Regions from separate parts of the Mus musculus genome. Here regions 1 and 3 are each linked to region 2. A link is a contact called in public HiChIP or PLAC-seq data. All regions are on one chromosome and are shown on one strand. The core of a region is the stretch at or near the end of the contact, and the rest is flanking DNA. Distances in the headings are between cores, read along the strand shown.

The links. HiChIP or PLAC-seq counts read pairs in DNA pulled down with a chosen protein or histone mark.
Region 1: a contact with region 2 is called in an H3K27ac HiChIP or PLAC-seq map of the HPC-7 cell line, with 6 times the contacts expected there. The contact joins two enhancer-like sites. A contact is called at or near these places in 4 of 484 Hi-C or Micro-C datasets (epidermal suprabasal cells and uterus) and 4 of 115 datasets of contacts at active chromatin or transcription factors (the HPC-7 cell line, bone marrow-derived macrophages, cardiomyocytes and 1 more).
Region 3: an H3K27ac HiChIP or PLAC-seq map of stem cell-derived neural progenitor cells shows a contact between it and region 2. The contact joins two enhancer-like sites. A contact is called at or near these places in 1 of 15 datasets of contacts at CTCF or cohesin (large pre-B cells), 1 of 484 Hi-C or Micro-C datasets (bone marrow-derived macrophages) and 5 of 115 datasets of contacts at active chromatin or transcription factors (the HPC-7 cell line, bone marrow-derived macrophages, cardiomyocytes and 2 more).

What each region holds. Positions count from the first base shown.
Region 1 is chr13:29,635,603-29,640,011 of GRCm38.p6, reverse strand. The region is part of intron 8 of Cdkal1 (CDK5 regulatory subunit associated protein 1-like 1); the gene reads left to right. Among named protein-coding and RNA genes, the nearest start is that of Cdkal1, 220 kb to the left of the region's middle. Within about 2 kb of position 1,936, at least 55 of the 459 cell types and tissues checked have an H3K27ac peak or open chromatin away from gene starts, as enhancers often do. A contact at or near this core is called in the HPC-7 cell line, bone marrow-derived macrophages and uterus, where this site is marked.
Region 2 is chr13:29,766,558-29,771,540 of GRCm38.p6, reverse strand. All of the region lies in intron 5 of Cdkal1 (CDK5 regulatory subunit associated protein 1-like 1), which reads left to right. Among named protein-coding and RNA genes, the nearest start is that of Cdkal1, 87 kb to the left of the region's middle. Within about 2 kb of position 1,725, at least 115 of the 459 cell types and tissues checked have an H3K27ac peak or open chromatin away from gene starts, as enhancers often do. A contact at or near this core is called in the HPC-7 cell line, bone marrow-derived macrophages, embryonic basal ganglia and 2 more, where this site is marked.
Region 3 is chr13:29,608,139-29,612,583 of GRCm38.p6, reverse strand. The region is part of intron 9 of Cdkal1 (CDK5 regulatory subunit associated protein 1-like 1); the gene reads left to right. Among named protein-coding and RNA genes, the nearest start is that of Cdkal1, 250 kb to the left of the region's middle. Within about 2 kb of position 1,988, at least 64 of the 459 cell types and tissues checked have an H3K27ac peak or open chromatin away from gene starts, as enhancers often do. A contact at or near this core is called in embryonic basal ganglia and stem cell-derived neural progenitor cells, where this site is marked.

The DNA of each region.
Region 1 (4,409 bases), core at 687-3,186, 130 kb after region 2:
ACAGTTCACATATGGTAGACTTTCTAGCAGGCAGGAAATGGGGGGCTGTTACACTCTTTCCTGAGAGGCCGATACACATAGATTGTCTAGAAGCAATGCCATGGCCCAGTAAATCCTGTTGAATAAATACTCAGTGAAGTGGTGTATTTGCGGTAATAAAAAAGTAAGACATTTTAACTCTTCTACCTGCAGCTTGTGGTTAACTGCTAAATCTGGCTGAATATTTACTTAGATTTCTGCTGCCTTCACACCCCTGCATGCTCCCCAGTTTTCTTCTGATGAGGCTAAAGAGAGCAATTTCTCAATTTTGAGCTCTTGGTGGTATTTGGGACTGTTGTTGGGTTTTCATTATTAATCCTTTCTCTTATGTGTAGCTCTTCTCCTGAGTCTTCTTTTCCACGGTGTCTTTCTATCCCTTTCTTGTGGAATCTTTACTCTTCAAACTTTATAGTCTAGTCACCTTTTTATTCCTCACACACAGGTTAAATGTTCAATAAAGTCTATATGGAATTACTGATTTCAGTGGGCAGGATGGATTTATTTGTACATGATTATAACAGGTTTTTAAACTGAGCCCCTCCGAAGCTTGGGCGCTTATTAAGGGGTGTAAGTGGGTTACTGGTTGGTAAAAGATAGTTACTGGCCTAAGCAGATGCATGCAGAGGGAGAGGGAGTGTTCAGTTGCTTTTATAGGGTTTTGCTGCTCTCTGTCCCTGTCTCTTTGTCTCTCTCTGTATTTCTCTCTGTCTCTGTCTCTCTCTTTATCTCTCTCTGTATTTCTCTCTGTCTCTCTCTTTGTCTCTGCCACCCCCAACCCCCAGCCCTTAGTAATGACACCATGTATCCTTGTGGCTTTCTACCTACTGCCCTGAACATAAGAAACATGTCCTTGTTCCTCTGATAGCTCTGGGCCTGGATGTGTATCACTCAGTGACAGTCTGCATTTACTTTAACACTGTTGCTGTGGCTGGAGAGATGGCTCAGTTGTTTGGAGGGAGCACTTGTTGCTTTCACAGAGGACCTAGGATCAATTCTCAGCATCTTCATATATAGTTCATGTATATTCACATATAGTTCACAGCCATCTTAATTCCAGTTCTTGGGGATCCAATACTCTCTTCTGACCTCCATTGGTATGCACATAGTTAACATATACATATATTCAGGCAAAACATCCATGCATATAAATCTAGAAAGAATCTACAAATGTTGCTGATGATAATAGTACAATAATGGATCACAAATGGCTCCTGTTTGTTGCTATAGGTACTAGCTGGTTATTAGTTGTGACTCAGTGAGACCCTGTTAAATACACTTGGTCAGGCTCCGTCCCAGGCCTCAGCCTTGTGCTCTTACTTTCATGGCAGCTTCCTTGGGTTTGGTTTCCCATTTTGTTTATTGACTTTTGCGGGGTGGGGTGGGGAGGTGAGTTCTTTTGGAACATTTTGTCTTTCCTAACAGCTGGGACCTGAATTGTGTCTGAAAGGGTTCTTGCTCTGGGTCATGATTTCACAACCTTTCAAACAGAATCAGTGTGGAGGTACCGGTGGCAGCCTGTCTGTAGCCTTCTCTCCTTCAGGAGGGAGGCTGGGCTAGGTAGATCTCTTCTTCACACCTGTGGACTCAGCCTACATAGCTAACGGCAGGGAGGGGTGACTACACTGACCTCATGTTCACAGGGACAGAGGCTTCATCACTGAAGCCAGTGTGACAGACATCTTGGGATTTTGTTCTTCAGAGGGAGCAGATCTTAATGGGACTCCGACTTACTAAGTGGTCTTTAGTTTTCCTTCTGAGTTGTCTTGTGAATGTTGCTGCTTTCAGGTGTTTTGAAACTCTGTGGATGTTATAAATGGCATTGTGTGTCTTAGAGGTCAGCTTGGAGTCATGGCTCGTCACGAGCCTCCTCACCGTTTTATTTTTAACCAGCACATGAGTGTCTGACTTTCACGTGCTCTTTCTTGCTTGTGGGCCGCTGCCAGGCCCAGTGTCTTGTTTGGAAGAGATAAATGTCTGGAGGATTTTGTTTTGCTGTGAGATGCATGAGTCACACTTAGCATGAACTCTGTGCTTCCTGCAGACCTCTAATTATTTTGGGTAGTCTACCTACACCTCAACCCCGGGCAGCTGATGTGCTGAAAGTTTGCATCATGTGCCAGTTTGTGAAAGTTCTCATTAGTCACCTGCTCTTTTATGTCCTCCAAAGATAATATGTTTATTTCCTTATTGTGCCAAGTACCAATCCCAGTCAGTATATTCATATACTCATCACCAAACTAGAAAGAAAATGAAGTTTTCTTGTGTTTCGTTTAAAGCTGGCCCTAACCTTACAGTGCTGCCTCAGCCTCTCAGTGCTGGGCTGCCATGTTCTTCCATGCTTGCCTTTTTGCAGAAGGTTTTAACAAGTAGCCCTTTGTAATCTTTGTTGACTATTTTCCTAACAGTAATGAGCATTACCAGAAATGTAGGCTTCACTTGTGTGTTTAACCCTCCAAGACACATAGACTTTTAGGATAGTGGTTTACAGTTAAAAAGAAAAGCAAAATAATACTGGGATCAGCAAGACAACTGAAATAGTTTCTATTATGTTCCCATTAAAGAGCTTGTTAAGCATTATCAAACTTATCTTTATTTCCAATAGGTTATGACATGTAGCGTGTGTAATGGTTGCAGCCATGTGTAGTGGAGCCAGACTGTCTGGTTCACCTACTTAACCAGCTGTGCAATGTTTGCGATATTTGTCAGATTATTTATGTTTCTATGTCTGTTTCATCTTTGGAGAGAATGCCAGTGGCAGCACTTCGCGGGGTGCTTTTAAGGTTTTGGGTAGTGAGTCTTTAGAGTCTGGAACAGTGAGTGCTGTCCGTGCTTCATGTATCATTCTCCATCTGTGATTGGACAGCTTTACACACTTTCAGGTTTGTGTATGTTTATTTATGTGGTGTGTGTGTGTGTGTGTGTGTGTGTGAAGTACACTTACACCAGTATTTATGGAGTCCAGAAGAGAGTATCAGATTCCCTGAATCTGAAATTTCAGGTGATTGTGAACTGCTCAACATTGATGCTGGGAACCAAGTTCAGATCCTGTGGAGGAGCAGTCAGAGCTCTTGATTTGTGAGCTATGTCCCCAGTCCCTACATATGAACACACTCACACATATATGTATCTATATACACATATGTATATGTAAATTGTATATAACTTATAAATATATATTTAAACAAAAATCATCTCTCTTTATGAGATTTCAAGGTAATTGATAGACTTTAATTTTCAAACACTAAATATTCCATGTAGAAGTCAGCTTTCTGTAACACCAAAGAAGTGAGAAATTAAAATGGAGCAGTCATTATCAAGGCCTTTTATGGCATATATTAGTATATGAAACATTAAAAGCTTGTCAGGGTTACATGGAAGATTCAATAATACAGTTCTGGTGGCTGAAGGTGTATTCAGTTAGCTGGTAGAATTCTGGCCTAGCATGCCTGAGGTCCTGGGCTCTACTCGATTTCTGTGACGGCATATGCTTATAATCCCAGCTGTGTGATGGTAGAGACAGGAGATAGCTTAGAGTCTTGGAGGAGGAAAGAGTAATGGTGAGTTGTCCTTGGTTAACCAGATGAGATCCAGAATCTCAGAGAGACAGTTTTGAGTTCAAGAGAGGGGGAAAGACCTACTGTGAATTTGGAGGCATTATCCCATGGGCTGGGGTTGTGGGCTGCATATATAGGAGAGAATGGTTGGGCCCCAGAATTCCCTCTCTGCTTCCTGACTGTGCATGTGATATTTCCGTCCACTTCATTCTCCTGCCCTCACATCTAGAACTTCTTTGATGATGGATTGTGCTCTCAAACCTTGACTCCTTTTCCTTATTTAAAAATATTTGTTTAAAAAAAAAGTTAGCCTGAGCTATGAGATCCAGTTTCAAAAAACAAAACAAGTGTGTCTGCCTGCCTCCTTCCCAGCGTTGTGGCATTCTGCAAGCATTTCCAAGGCTCTGGCTGCAGACATAGACTAGGTGTGTTGGTAGTGCCTTGTCTGTCACATCCCCCCCTCCCCCGGGAGGTTAATTGGAGTCACCTCAGCTGTTCCTTAGACTGCTGATGCACTTACATGCTATTGTTTTTGTTGTCTTTTATTGGGAACATTTCCTTGAACATTTTCTTTGAGTATCAAAAGACGTTTTGTCTGTGGTTGGAAAAAATGTCTCTGACCTGCCAACCAAACTTGAAATTGCATAAGAAAATGGGTGTTGATGCTGAGAAATGGTGTGTAGGCAACAACACTCTTGTTCTGTACAAAACAGTGATGAAATACCAACAGCACATGTGGACTCGCTCTTGCTTTATGTTTGTTTGGGAAAAGCTTTGGGAAGAAAGACCCATGTCTGCTGTTTAATGCATTTCATT
Region 2 (4,983 bases), core at 476-2,975:
TTTCAAATGCTATCCCCCTTTCTAGCTTCCTCTCCAAAAATCCCCTATACCTTTCCCCCTCCCCCTACTCCTCAACCCACCCACTCCCTCTTCCTGGCCCTGGCATTCCCCTATACTGGGGCATAGAATCTTTGCAAGACCAAGGACCTCTCCTCCCATTGATGATGGCCCACTAGGTCATCTTCTGCTACATATGCAGCTAGAGACATGAGTCCCACCGTGTGTTTTCTCTGATTGGTGGTTTAGTCTCAAGAAGTTCTGGGGGTACTGGTTAGTTCATATTGTTGTTCCTCCTATAGAGTAAGGTACTTACAGGTTCTTTGAGCATGGTTCCACAAGGTTGCTGTGGGTCCTTGTCGAGGCTAGGAAGTAACTTGCCTCTCTTGTCCTGAAGAGGTGAAAGCCTACTTTTTTTTTTTTTGGTCACAGTTGGTCTCCAGTTTCTTTCCTGAGGGATGTTATGACAACATTATGAGTCCTTGTGCCTTGGAGTCCCCTGGCCATGCTGGTAGCTCTGGGCTGTGAATGTCAGGACCTTTTTCTCTACCCAACTAAACCAGCTAGGGTACTTTCTGGATTGTACTTCTGGGTCATTTTGAGTCACAGGGAAGGACCGATGGTCTTTTGCCTGAGTCTGAGACACCATGATTATTTCTCACTGTGTGCATGTTTGTTTAATTTGCCTCAGTTCAGTTTTCATGCTCCTGCTGACACTGTCTCTCAGCTCACTGTCAGTGTCCCAGTCAAAGCTATTGTCACTCCCGTGTTGTCTGCTATTAACACCACAGCACTGGCTTACATTTGAACATCAACTTGTTTATAGTTTCTGTGAGTGAGAAAAAGCCACCAGATCTCTGCCAACAGAAGACAGGAAGGAATTGTTTGGGAAAGTTAACCTGGTACCTTAGGGTCTAGAGTGAGGGGTGACACAGCTCTGTGAGGAAAGAGAGACTGTCAGTGAGGTGCCTCAGCTCTGTAGCACACGTGCTGCTAACCTGAGCTGATGAAGTCCCACTTTTCTGGTGAGTTGTTCACGGTTAGCTCTGGTTATCATCCCCCATGTGTGGACTTGTTTTGTTTGCATTTATTTATGTGTCTCAGTTCTGTTTAGTCTGCTCTCTGCTGTTCTGGGGGCTTTGCTACCTGCCCAGCCCTTGGAGCTACTTTGGAATTGAGGGTACTACTGGCAGAATGGACTTTCTAGGGACATCAAATGAAACTTACTTTTTTTTTTTTCTTTTGAAAACGAGGACTGAGAGTGATGGGCATATAGGCCATGTGTTCCGTTGCTTGTCCTGTAAGCACAGAACAGACATGGATGGAATGATGGAAGGCAATTGCCTCGTGTGTGTTCCAGTGAGAAATTTGGTGACAAGAAAGTAGAAAATATACTTGAATTCATGGTTGACTTTTTTAAGGTATAGAAACAAAAAGGAACTTCCAGTTAGATCAGTTATTGCATTTGCAAAGAAGGAACAGAAAAGCACTTGAGAGGGAGCAAATCACTTTAAAAATGCAAAGCTGAATTGTGTAGTTATCTGAAACCTTTTTTGGAGAATAGTATTTTGCATATTTCATGATTACTGCCGCATCAACTGTTGCTTTGTTTTTGCCGGTTTCTGCAAGAGGAGGAGTGAAAGAGGTCAGTGTATTAAGAGCGGCAGCAGCTGGCTGACAGCACTGAATACTTACATAATTAAATATATGTGTTGGCCGCTGGCCTAACAGCTCTGTAGGCGGAGGCTCCGGAAGGCATGCAGAAACTTGCTTTAGCAGGATTGGAGAGGAACTCACCGTGATCTAAGCCCGATCTTTGAGCGAGAGTGATTTCCTGTTGTTTTGGTTTGAATGACATTCTCCTAAATCTTGTGTGTTTATAAACAGCCCAGAAAAGACTTTCTCCCTATTTTATTCTGCAAGTATGACAAACCTGATATTTCTTAATTTTTCCATAGAGTTGTTAATAGCTGATAATAGATAGAAAAAGAAAACAAACAAACAAACAAACCACATTTCCACTTAGCACATGCTATCCAAATATGGAATATTTATACTTTTGGGTATTCTTTGGAGCACACTAATGAAGTTAGTTGCCTAGATAGTACACTGACTTTTTTGAGGTTTGGGAAAATTGGTTAGAGTGGCAGTGGAGGAAAAATACAATCTTCAGGCAATATGTAGCCCAGCTTTTGGCTGGTGAATACTTTAGGATTTTGAGGTAATAGCCATGATATGAATCCTCCTCAGAGTTCATTTTCCTTTGTAACTTCATGATGAGTAGTAGAAAGAAGGGGTAGGCACAGTCCAGTGCTGGTTGGGTGTCCTCCCCTTATGGTAACTCTGTTATAAGATTCTTCTTGCCTGTGTCCCCTCAGCCCTCAGTGTCAGTGGCTCATACAGTGGAGGAAGGTGATCCTTGAACAAATGAATGGACTGACTTGTATATTTGCTTCTCTGGACATTTATTTTCCTGATCCCCTCTGCCCTCTGCCTCCATCATACAAATGTCTTCCTCTGTGGATTTTCTAAGAACCTTTTCTGTATCTCTTTCTTATTAGATTGTATTACTTTGCACTTAACTTCAGAAAATGTCATATAAAACCTAATAAATAGAGGCTTAAATAAGGTAGGGGGATTTAGTTTCCTGATATAGTGCCAACTCCACAGTTACCAAGTTGTTAGTTGGGTTTACCGGTTGTGGGATCTGAGAGGCTGAGGTGTTTGTATTATCAGTGGCTCTTTCCTTATGGTGTCAAACAGTTATGCTTCCCAGCTACAACACCTGTTTGCCCAAAAGTAGGAAGTAAAAGAGGACTATGCCAGGTGAAAGTACCTCTTTTTCAAAGGTGCTTTCTAGAAAGTTCTACTCAATACCAGTATTTGTCTCTCTTGTCTGGACCCTCAATGAGAGAACCACCTGCATGTGAAAGAGGCCAGGAGACGCAGTGTGATTTTCTTTCTTTTGGATGCAGTCCATTGTTGCTCTCAACAGATTTACAGCTCTGTAAGAAAGGAACAGAGTCTGTTTATTGGGGGCTGACTTGATGTCTCTCCTACAAGGTGTAAATGCTGCTGCAGTAAGGTGCACATTTCATTTCTCTCTCTCTTATTTACCAGGCCCAGAATGTTAGAGTTGGTTTTAAAAGTGTTTGCAAGCAGACCTTTTTGCCCTTACCTATAGTCAGACTAAGAAATACCATAGTTGATTGGCATTTGAGGAAGTTCCCTCATTCTGTTTATCCTTTGTGGTCTCTGGTGAAGTAATAGTAAAATGCACAGGAGAAGTTCATGGCTCTGATGTTGTACAATGCATTGAAACAAAATTGGGACTTGTACATATTTGGTACTCTTAACACCTACAGTGGCCACGGCTGTGAAGGATTCTGTAAGGAGAGTGTGTATGTCACTCCTGAGATTACACTGTCTCATACAAGCATCATAACCATGGCTTAGAAACTAGAAATTTGAAAAGAATATGGATGCCAGGAATGGAGTTTATACTATAGGGAGAACCAGTTATATGGGAGTTAAATTAATTTTAAGTTAAATGTTAGAAAACAGTATCTTGCACAATTGTAAAAACAAGTGACAGCTGAGAACAATGCTGCTTCTGTTCTGAAGATGAAACGTAAGCGTCTAGGTCTGACTTCAGCATGGAGAGTGAGGGAGAAGCAATGAAAACCTTTTCCAGGGAGAAGGCTTGCTGCTGTCTGCTGCCCTCGCATTGTGTCAGAGGGAAGTTAAGGTTGTAAATTCTGGTTTCACTGCCACCTTCACAGTTTGCCTTCTGTGTCCATGGCTGTGAGCTACTGAGTGTATTCATGTTAGGATGGCTGGGGTTTTCTTGTTCTAGGATGCTCTTCTCAAGGCCACTACATTCAGAAAGATACTGATGGAATCACATAGAAATTGTTTCGGGGGAAAAAACCCAAATGGAAGTGGTGACCAGGCCTTCTTTAACTGGCTGTTCTAGAAGTCAAAAGCGAGTGTGTCCTTTGTCCCAGCCAGCCTCTGTGTGTTCAGCCAGCCTCTGTGTGTTCAGCCAGCCTCTCTCTGTGTGTTCAGGCTGAGATACCGTGCCTGTAAGAGGGGTCAAGTGAAGAGGGATAGAAAGTTTAATTTAGTGCTTTCTTGAAGTGCCTGTCAATATTTTGTAATAGTTAGGAAAAAGACCTGTTTTTCTTTAAATGAGATCATGATTTGTGTCAGTATATTTATAGTATTTTAGTCATTCATAGCTGAAACTAAGTTACTCTTATAATATTCATTTTTACTGCCTTTAATAACATAGGATCATCAAGTAAAAATTTAAAACACTAATTAGCAAATCCCAAGAGTAAAGATGGTCGATATTGCATTGAGCAAATTCTTAGAAACTTTAAAATTTTCTCTTCTGGGCTTCATCATTTGTCATCATTTCAGTATTAAGTAAGGAAAATTTTGAAATATGCCACCTTGGTAATCAGCGGTGGGTAGTTTGAATGGTGTGGATTCTAATCAGGTCTTTTAGAATCCTGCATGTTTAAGGGCAGTGAGATGTTTTGGAGTCCCTTCATTGTCCCAGTGTTTATGTGACTAAGGGAGGCCAGGTGTCAGGAAGGCCACCAAACCTCTGGGTCCTGTGAAGTGAGTGCCCTGTTGGGTTGGGTTGGTAGAGGCTCCATCGTGGTCCTCAGCATGATAGAGGAGAGGGTAAAGTCCTAAAATGTGGATGGTGGTGGGGTGGGTTTCTGTGTTATCTGTCCTGTAGGCCTGGGCAGTGCTTCTGAAGTTCATCAGACATTCAATAGTTTATACATTTTTTTTTTGAAGTATACCTTTAAGAGAAGGCCATGACCCCTGTGATTACTGCCGCACATAATTCTGCATCAGTTAGTACATCCTCTAATGTAGAACAAAGGAATGGAAATAAGACTTGATAATGAGTCATGTCGTTGGAGGTAGAAAGTGCTCAGGCAGACGTAATGAAAGGGCCTGTGAACA
Region 3 (4,445 bases), core at 739-3,238, 160 kb after region 2:
CCCACTTTTGTTCTGAGTTTATTTGCAAACCAGGTCAGAGGCCCTTGATTAGCTCTCAGTTGGAGGATAATTTGAACCTTGACAGATTGAACCCAAACAGCAGGGGTTTTCTAGTGTGGCCAGTAGATAGCAAAAGAGAAGAAGAGCCAGTTCCAGTCCCCAGGCCATACAACAGGACTGAAGAGATGTGCTGCGGTTAATGGGTGGTTGCTTCAAATATTTACGGAAGGTCCAAGGAAGAAAGAAAAGCTAGCATCGTAGGCAGCTGTTTGTAAGGGAAACCTATTAAAAATAAACATGCTGGATAAGGCTCCAGGGCTAATAGAGCTGTCAGATACCGAATACCCTCCAAGGACCGTTGCACAGGACAGACCTCATAAGGACCCACTTGGACATGGGAGTTGCCTTGCTCTTTGTTTTATTCAACAAATTGTTTTCTTTCATGTTTGAATTTGTTTTACTTTTTCAACTGTCCATACAGATATTTAATATTTTCTAGACTATGAAGTTTAGATACTAGGGTCAGCTCACTTACATTGTATCTATTAGGATAAAGTTGGGTAGATGGCTTGCATCTAGCCTCATACCATCTGGGCTTGTAAAGAAATGCATATTATATGGTGGTTTGTATATGACAGTAACAGCATTTCGCTGTGATGACAACATTGCTGAGAAGTTCTGTACTGACACGAAAGTGGAGCCTGAGGCAGTGAGGGTTTGGGGTCCAGGCTGAGTACTGGTGCAGGTAATCTTGTCTGAGGATGCTTTTCAGAGTCCGTAGCAGAGCATCTACCTCTTTAATGTACTACACCACTTTAGAACTTAGCTGAAATAACAACAAATTGTACTGGTACTATGTGTATGGTTGACATTCATGTATCAGTATTCTCATTTTAACCATTTCTTAATTCTTTGGGGGGAAAAAAAGAGCAATTTTAATTTCCCAAGGCTTGAATTTACATCTGAGTATCTTTGCGCAGAGGCTTATGGGGAGGATCAAGTCATAGGGATCTTGTTATTGGATCGACTGCCTGCTTTCAGGTCAGTTTCCCAACTAATGCATGGGTGTGGCCATCCTCATTCCACTTTTCTAGAGAAGAGACCCTGGCACAGACTGAGAGAGAAGCCATAATCTCAGAATCTGACTTTATAATCTGAGCCTGCCCTGTCCTCTCTGCTCATGTTCTGTCCATAGTAGCAAAGCCACTCAGGATGCTCCTGGGGTGTTTGCAGGCACATTTTCTCCATCCCTATCTAAACTCCTATGGGCAGAAGCTCTGTAATTACCTGTCAGCTGGAATAGTGTTTAATCACCCTGAATTCACGGAGATTCACTAACGTAAGAGGAGAACATGCCTGGAGAGCAGGCAGTGATGCTTATAGGCACCCCCTTGAATAACCCAGGAAGAAAACTAGCCAGTCTCTTTAATTTTCAGCCAAGTCTTGCTTATGTGTAGTAAACAAGGCTGTTTTGATTTTGCCACTTATTACTGCAATGAGGGGATTGTATTCTGACCTGCACATGCAAGCTGGTCAATGCCGGCACCGCTGATAGTTTTAAGTGAGGAGTCCCCTTCCTCCTGGGTGGAAATGGGTCTCAGCATCTCCCACAGCAGTGACTGCAATGGTGGTGAAATCTGCAAGTCTCTCTTCCTTATTTATTGGATCTGGCCTCCACTGATAACACTACATTTTTGCCCCACTCTGCAGTTATATTAGACCCTTAAACTTAGACTCTTTGTACTTCATCATTGTAATTTACACACTGGGCTGGGACATTCCCTTCAAGACAGTTTGTCTTGTGCCTCCAGCTGCTCCCCAATAGCCATTGTGCTGAATAAGCACTTAGTTCAGTATGTCCTTGATACAATTAATGCAGGCATCTGCAGAAGCGGCCTCGGCAGCAGCAGCTGCACTGCCTTATGGAAGCCAACTTCTGCTTAGCATTGTGATAAAAGAAATAGTTTGGAGCTGAAGCTAATGTTGGCTTATTTTTAGCATAAAGAGAGTTGCACCTGCCAGGGCTGGGAGAGGCCTGAGGTTTGTTGATTACAAGGTCTTGTTAGTGCCATTGTTATTGGTAAAATGGGCATGATGTCATCCTCAGGAAACCGAATTGGCACCCCGTCGAGTGACAAATAATTTACTCTCTGTGGTTTTAGCAGCATGGGCCTTGTGTTCTGAGGAGTGGAGTGCCGGAGTTTTCACAGTTGAGTGCTGGGGCACTGCAGAGGTGTGCGACAGTGAGAGGAATTGATACTCGCTGGTAATCAGCATGCATAGCAATGGCCAAGGTGTAATGAAACATAAGTGCACAGTTAGGGTACCAGGTGGGGCCCTGGGGCTTCGCATGCACTGAGACCACAGCGAGCAGCCCAGCAGCACCATGTGGCAGATCCTCGATTTCTCATTAATCCTTCTGTCCCCTAAGTCAGGGCCCCATTGACTTTAAACAGCACTTCATCTGTTCAGTGTCTCCTCTCAGCAGTGGATGGAGGTGATGTCATTCATGATCGCGGCTGTCTGCAATTTATTAAAATAAATCATCACTCTGATTTTGTTTGGGAGTGATGCTCGCCATCCTTAGTGGCAGTCACGTGACTAGTCAGTCTAAACTGCTTACCATTGCAATAGTTATTTTAACAAAGCAGAGCAGCTGCTTATTTAAATCAGCCAAATGATCTTTGGCCTTTGAAACAACTTACAAATTAAAGTATGATATACATGTAAAAGAGTTAATAGCTACTAAAATGTATTTTCTTTGCTTATTTAAAAACTGTATTGTATTTATAGAAGCTGATGCGGCTTTTGCTTTATGCATCACCAAGATTCTCTTTCTGGCATGTTTCAGAATGAGAGACCAGTGAAGGAAGTGTGCCACGAATGCCACTGGGCTGCATACTAAAGAATGGCTGAAATACTAAAAGAGACAGAGTGCCCGAGGTCTGTGGCGTGAGGAAGTATGTTTAGAGCTTGCTGAAGGACTTAACTAGTGTTAGGGCAGCACAGGGAAGGCCCGCAGAGAGCTCCCATCTGGCTGCTTTGGTTGTGATTGGAAGGCACTGCATCTGCCCTGTAGAACACAAACAGTGTTAGTAAAGACTTTCCTCATCACTGAGTTTTCTAGGCTACATACAGCATGACGACGTGCGGTATCTCAGGATACTCTAGGTTGGACTCTAGAGCCGTGACTGTATCTTAATACCATCGGCTTAGTGACTTTACCCACAGAAGTAACCCTCCTGGATTTTGTCGTGTGATACTCTGAATGCTCTGAAAATGGAAAGTGGCCTATATGAATGCCCAGCGATGTGGTGCTGAGGATGGGAGAGCTTTTCTGTTGGTGTCATAGCTGCTGTCTCTTTTCCCACTGGACTCCCACCTCTTGTCCAGACACATTTAAAATGCCCAACTGAATTTCCCACGTTTGTTTTGAATATGCCTACTAGGAGGTAAATTCACGTTGGTCTGCTCTTTTGTTTCTCTTTATTCATGTAGGCCTGGGAAGTGCTTGAGATCCTCATTGTTGCAGTAGGAGTAAATAATGTGGTGGTGGACAAAAACCACACCAGCAGCTCTTTCTCTATCTCCTGAAGTTTGTTCATTTGTGTTGAGATCCCAGTAGAAATATCCCAGGAGAATATTTCTATTCATCAGCAAGCATTTGCAAGATCCCATTGCTAGTCAAGCAGGCTGTGAGGTCTGCTTGCACATATGGTTCTAAGCAAGTACCTATTCAACAAGCAGCAGTCTTCTCATCTGAACCTTGGAGTCGCAATTCTGGATGCTGTGGTGTTCCTATGGAGCAGGTGAGTGCTGTGCCTCATGCTTACCAACCAGTTCTGTGGCACATAAACGCTTATCTTACCTTCAAAGACATCACTACACAGGAACAGTAGATGAAAGCCACCATCATTTCTCCTTTTTAAAGATGCCCATGTACCCACAGGTTGTAGACTCGAAATTTCAGGTGACTGAAAGGAATTAGCCAATTGCGTGACTATCTGGGCTCTCTTCTCTTGGTGATTATTTTTAAACCTGTGGTATAAAATTCATAGGATTAAAGGAAAATATTATTATCAATACAAAGAATATCTTCATAACATAGCTTCTTCTACATTAAATAACAAAATATATCTGGTTCTAATATATCCATATATTTAAAGCAGTATATAATACTTCAGATAATCTGGAAAGAGGGCAGCATGATATGAGAGAATATTTAATCTCTTATAGGAAAAATATTACAGGTACTTTGAATACATATAAAAGCTTGTTGCCTATGTTCTGAACTGTAGAATTTCAATAAGTGGTAACAGAAAACAGACTGGATGCTTTTTCCAATCCAAGGGCAGGTTTTTTTCTCAGTTGTATACATGCATGATTTCTTGTTGGTACACAGGGAAGGTGTACACTTCTACTTTTCTTAGTGAAGAAGACACAGT